2 separate regions of the Mus musculus genome follow, and region 1 is linked to region 2. The links are chromatin contacts, called in public promoter capture Hi-C maps. All regions are on one chromosome and are shown on one strand. The core of a region is the stretch at or near the end of the contact, and the rest is flanking DNA. Distances in the headings are between cores, read along the strand shown.

Region 1 (2,948 bases), core at 437-2,936, 270 kb after region 2:
AGGGATTGAGGCTGGGGCATCAGAAGTGGATGGTCATCTTGGGCTACATGAAATCCTGTCTCTAACCCAAGTAAAATAAAATAAAATAAATCATATATTTTAAACTTTTAACTTTAAATTTCAAGCTTTACCTAATCTTTAAACTGTGTTGTAAATTTGATGTATGTATTTGATGTGTATATATGTGTCACATATGTGTATGTATGTATTTTTTAATTTTTAAAAACATTTTGGTAGCTGGGCGTGGTGGTGCACGCCTTTAATCCCAGCACTCGGGAGGCAGAGACAGGTGGATTTCTGAGTTCGAGGCCAGCCTGGTCTACAGAGTGAGTTCCAGGACAGCCAGGGCTATACAGAGAAACCGTGTCTTGAAAAACCAAAAGAAAAAAGAAAAAAAAAACATTTAAAAAAGTTCTTTCTTTTTTAAAGTTATTTCTTTAGTTTTATTTTATGTGCATTGGTGTTTTGCCTGCATGCATGTCTATGTGAGAGTGTTGGATGCCCTGGAACTGTCGTTACAGGCAGTTGTGAGCTGCTATGTTGGTGCTGTGAACTGAACCCAGGTTTTCTGGAAGAACAGCCAGTGCTCTTTAACCGCTGAGCCATCGCTCCAGTCTTGCCATTTTTTTTTTTTTTTTTTTTTTTTTTTGTGACAGGGTTTCTCAGTGTAGTTCCTGCTATTCTGGAACTCACTCTGTAGACTAGGCCTGACCTATGACCCAGAGATCTGTCTGCCTCTGCCTCCCAAGTGCCAAGTGCTAGGATTAAAAACCTGGGCCACCGCCATCTGGCTAGTCATTGTAAAAACAGCCAACAGTAGCCTCACACCTGTATGTCTTGGGCCACCAGATTGCATATGGTCCTTTTCTTATATAATTCTACGTAATAAGCTCACTAACTTTGCTTCCCTTTGGCTTATCTTGAAATTCTTTCTTGTGGAGTAGTCAAGGATCTAGTTTTTATTGAATGGAGGTCCCTAAAGGGGAAACTCCTCCTGCTGCTAGTGACACAGCAGGGCTGTGTCCTCCAGCAAATGTAGTCTCACGCCCGCCCGCCCTCCTTAGTGACCCTCCTCATTCCCATTTTGTGCAACACCAAATTTATCAGCATCTCAATCCTTCATTTTAGTTGCGTTCCAACCCAGAGAGAGTAAATCTTCTTGAAAGGCATTTTTTAATGGTTAATTTAAAAGTATTTTCTTCGTCTTAATTTACAAACGTCTTTAAGGCCGCAAAATTGGTCTCTGCCATTAATTAGATTTCATAGATCTGTTCCTAAAGGTATAAATTATTTTGCAGAAATATTATTAAACGTACCACTATGAAAAATTACCGGAGCTGAGCTCTTTGACATAGAGAAAACAGCCGCTGGGAGTGGGGGAGGATATTTGTCTGCTTATGTCAGCTCTGTTTTTTCCAGGTCCTGGCCTTGCTGGAGCTGTGGGTCCTCCTACCCACAGCTGGATCTCTGCTGCGCCTTCCTACTCTACTGGCTTGCTTGGTCTTCCCTCCCCGGTCAGGGGCGTCATGTGATCTGATGAGATAGTGTATGTGAAAGCCTTTGTCAACTGTAAGGCACAGCCGAATGCCAATTGTTGCTTTTGTTATTACACAAACCACACTCCAGGGAAACCCTGCAGCCCTTCTCCACCCCTCCTCCTAACCCACTGGGCTGGACAACCCAGGAAACGCTGAGGCTAGACAGCCCCTCCCACATGGGCGGGAGCCCCCCGCTTGGGGGAGGGGCGGTCTTGCTTACCCTCTCCCGCCCCCTTCCCCTCAGTAATGGTTTTCCCAGTTCTTCCTGGCTTCTGGGGCCTAACTCCGGAAGGAAATCTCAGTTCCAGTGAAAGTTCTGGGGTTGCAGAAATCTACTCCTTTGGCGTCTCCACTGGGCCCCCTCCCAATCCCCTCCCCTCCTAGTGCCCGCTGGAGCCCGGCTGCCCCGGAAGGATCTGACCGGCAGTTTCCTAGAATTGTCTTGCTGGAGCTCCGCAGTCATCTAGCTCCCCACCCCCTTCCCTACCTCATCCCAGTCTCTCTTCCCCAAAGCCAGTCTCTCTGATGGCTCATGCCCGAGTATCACCTCCTAGGTCCCCATAGTTACATCATAGCCTCTCATTAGGGGGCTGTCTACAGTTCCTGGGAGGTGGAATTGAGCTTGGGAGCTAAAATGGGTACCAGGGCCCACAGAAAGTTGAGCGTGCTGTGGTTGCCAGGGCGACCATCTTTCTTTATGTTTCTCCTGAGCTTTTCATCCAAGCACCGACCTCATAAGCGCCCTCGCTCAGTAAATCACATCTGACCTTCAAAGCCACCTTTGGTGTATGTGGGAGTACTGACTGCCTGGTAGCCACATCTCTACGCCCCTGGGGTTCCACCCTACCTCCATGTTTACTTGGCCCAGTCTCCAGGAAGAGGCCTGTGGAGGTCAGGGCAGAGGCCTGTCTGCATTTGATGGATAGTACTGAAGAAATGTCTGGCACTTTCCTTCTCTGCGGGGGAAGCAAAGCTACACCTCTCCCTGACATTCTTGCCTGATTGTTTAGGAAGGTGTTAGGTGACTTGGGAAAGAAGGATTCAGACTTTGCTTGCTTATTATTTATTTATTTATTTATTTATTTATTTATTTATCGTTGACTGGTTATTATCCTCCAAACTTGATAGTTGAAAAAGATTTTTGGCCGGGCAGTGGTGGCGCATGCCTTTAATCCCAGCACTTGGGAGGCAGAGGCAGGTGGATTTCTGAGTTAGAGGCCAGCCTGGTCTACAAAGTGAGTTCCAGGACAGCTAGGGCTATACAGAGAAACCCTGTATCGAGGAAAAAAAAAAAAAAAAAAAAAAAAAAGGAAAGAAAAAGATTTCTACCTCTCCAGAATGGTGGACTTAGAGGCCTGGATCACCACACTCGACCAACTTATGCAGTGTCAGAGTTGGAGCCTGGGCCTT
Region 2 (2,937 bases), core at 177-2,676:
AAGGCCAGCCCGGTCTACCAAGTGAGTTCCAGGATAACCAAGGCTACACAGAGAAACTGTCCTCTCTCTCTCTCTCTCTCTCTCTTTCTCTCTCTCTCTCTCTCTCTCTCTCTCTATATATATATATATATATATATATATATATATATATATACACACACACACATACACACACATGCATACCTATACCTATACCTATACCTATACCTATACCTATACCTATACCTATACCTATAACTATACATATGGGGGATTCAAAATAGGATTTCTAATGTGTATGCCTGACTATCCTAGAACTCACTCTTTAAACCAGGCTGACCTCGAATTCATAGAGATCTATCTGACTCTATCTCCCAAATTTTGGGATTAATGACGTACCCTACTATCTGGCTAATAAATAAAAATGTAAAATCCTAGAAAAGACTGGGGATATAGGTCAGTCCATAGAGTCCTTGCCTGGACTGCATAAAGCCCTGGGTTCACTCTCCATACCAATACACCAGGTGTAATGGTGCAAGTTTATAATCCCGGGAGGTGAGGACATCCACTGAATAGTGAGTTCAAGGCTATTTTAGAATACAAAACCCTATCAAAGCAACAACAAAATCCAAAAGGCTAGAGGCTAACTCCTACAATCTCAGAACTCAGGAGGCTAAGATTGCCATAAGTTTGAAGCTAACATGGGGCACACAGTGAGATCCAGACCAGCCTAGGCTACAGGGTTAGACACTGACTTAATGAGAGAGAGAGAGAGAGAGAGGGAGAGAGAGAGAGAGAGAGAGAGAGAGAGAGATCCCTGAATGCAGGTGGTAGAGTCAAGCAAATCTCTGTGAGTTCAAAACCATCCTGTTCTAAATGAGATTCAGGCCAGCCTGGGCCACAGAAGAAGAGGAGACACAGGCAGAGATGGATGGCTAGGAGATGGATGGCTAGGTGGCTCACTGGTAAGGGTACCTACTGCCAAGCCTGAGGTTACCTAGACTCACAGGTGAAAGAAGAGAATAACTCCTGCAAATTGTCCTCTCATCTCCCTGGCACTACGGTGCATACAGGTGTGCACATACATTCAAGTAAATACATACATACATTCAAGTAAATTCAAGTAATTAAAAAGAAAGGAGTGAAGGAATCCATGAAGAGGGAGGGAAAGATGGGGACGACATAGTACACACAGCTTCGGGGTAAGTTGACCAGAGGCATACCAGGAACATCCAGCATGCACAGAAATGTCTGCCCCTCAAAATGTAGCCATCCTTACTTAACGGATACCTGTCACTTGCTGGCTTTTTTCAACTACTAGGTTGAGATCGGTAAAACCGTGTTAGTGGTTGTGAGGGTTCTTGGCTCGTCCAAACACCCTTTCCGGAACAAGTACTTCAGAAACATGGAAGTCAGGCTGCAGCTGGCATCTGCCATCGTCACCCTGAGGTGAGTGCCACTCAGTACCTCTTCTCTCCTACGATGAGAGTCTCCCTCCTCGTGGCCTCTCGGCTTCCCTTAGTTTAGTCAGATTGTTTTCTGTCCTTTCTGTAGTTTTCTTTGAACATACTCTGTTCTCTGTCAGTGTCCCTGGGAAGTATTCATTTAGGCTGGGTGCTGTGGTGCACACCCGTAACCCCAGCACTCAGGAGGCTGAGACTCAAATATCACAATTTTAAGGCCAGACTGAGTTATACAGGGCTCCCTCAAAAGTTAAAATAATGGGGCTGGAGAGATTGCTCAGTGGTTAGAGCACTGGCTGCTCTTCCAGAGGATCTGGGTTTGATTTCCAGCACTTGCTTGGCGGTGTACAGCCTGTTACAGTCTATAGCTCCAGTTCCAGAAGATCCAACACCCTCTTCTGGCCAGACACACAAGTGATGCACAGACATGCATGTAAACCAAATACGAAAAATAAAAGCATAAAATTAAATATTAAAATTAAAACATTCAAATCCCTAAATCACTAAAATATGTCATTTAGTTTAAGCACTAAAATATGCCATTTCTGTTTTTGTTTTCTAAAACTCTCCTTGGATGTTATATTCTGGGAGTGCCTTAACCTGGAAGGCCTTCAAAAATTGCTAACAAACTTTCTTGATAGTCTCCTTCAAAAAAGAAGGCATACAAGAATTCCCTGAGGGGGCTGGAGAGATGGCTCAGCAGTTAAAAGCACTGGCTGCTCTTCAGAGGACCTGAGTTCAATTCTCAGCAACCACATGGTGGCTCACAACTCTCTGTAATGGGATCTGATGCCCTCTTCTGGCGTGTCTGAAGAGAGCAACAGTGTACTCATATAAATAAAATAAATAAATAAATCTTAAAAAAAAAACAAAAAAGAATCCCCTGAGCACAGTGGCTTACACCTGCCATCCCAGCCTTGGGAGGTGGAGACAGGAGTGTGAGTTCAAGGCCATCCTGGATTCTATGAGATTCTGTCTGCTCGGGAATTTGGTCCTCGCAATGCTGTCGCTGTTCTTATCACACTTAATCCTTTCTGCCTGGAAGAAAGGTTCTGCTCCCCAGGAATTTGTTGTCATCGCAGGAAATTAGTCTTGACTCTGGAGATTCATTTTCTGGAAGGTTCATTTAGCAAGAATTAAAATACATTAAGCATCTTAGAAAGATGAATTACTGATCCTTCTCAAAACCTGACCTCAGCAGGGCTTAGTGGCATTTTTAATTAATCCTTTAATCCCAGCACCAGGAGGCAGAGGAAGGCAGATCTCTGTAAGTTCCATGACAGCCAGATCTGCATAGAGGGATGCTGTCTGAAACAGACAGACAACTGCCAGATCTTTCTCACTGGTACCACATGGATCTTTGCAGATTAATGGAAGATCAGGATGAGTACTCTGAAAACTACATGCTCCGTGCTGTCACTGTTGGACAAACCACACTTGTAGCCATTGCCACAGACAGAATGGGGAAGAAATTCACATCAGCGCCTCGGCATAT

What was found. Promoter capture Hi-C pulls out the DNA fragments that hold promoters and counts their contacts.
Region 1: a contact with region 2 is called in a promoter capture Hi-C map of frontonasal cranial neural crest. The contact joins two enhancer-like sites. A contact is called at or near these places in 7 of 39 promoter capture datasets (the C10 cell line, the HPC-7 cell line, cranial neural crest and 4 more) and 1 of 115 datasets of contacts at active chromatin or transcription factors (embryonic stem cells).

The regions. Positions count from the first base shown.
Region 1 is chr3:90,444,980-90,447,927 of GRCm38.p6, forward strand. No RefSeq gene overlaps it. Among named protein-coding and RNA genes, the nearest start is that of Ints3, 13 kb to the left of the region's middle. Within about 2 kb of position 1,687, at least 284 of the 459 cell types and tissues checked have an H3K27ac peak or open chromatin away from gene starts, as enhancers often do.
Region 2 is chr3:90,173,030-90,175,966 of GRCm38.p6, forward strand. It overlaps Nup210l (nucleoporin 210-like), which reads left to right. Exons shown (of 40, transcript NM_029937.2): 22 at 1,301-1,428; 23 at 2,809-2,937. Among named protein-coding and RNA genes, the nearest start is that of Gm24185, 24 kb to the right of the region's middle. Within about 2 kb of position 1,427, at least 1 of the 459 cell types and tissues checked has an H3K27ac peak or open chromatin away from gene starts, as enhancers often do.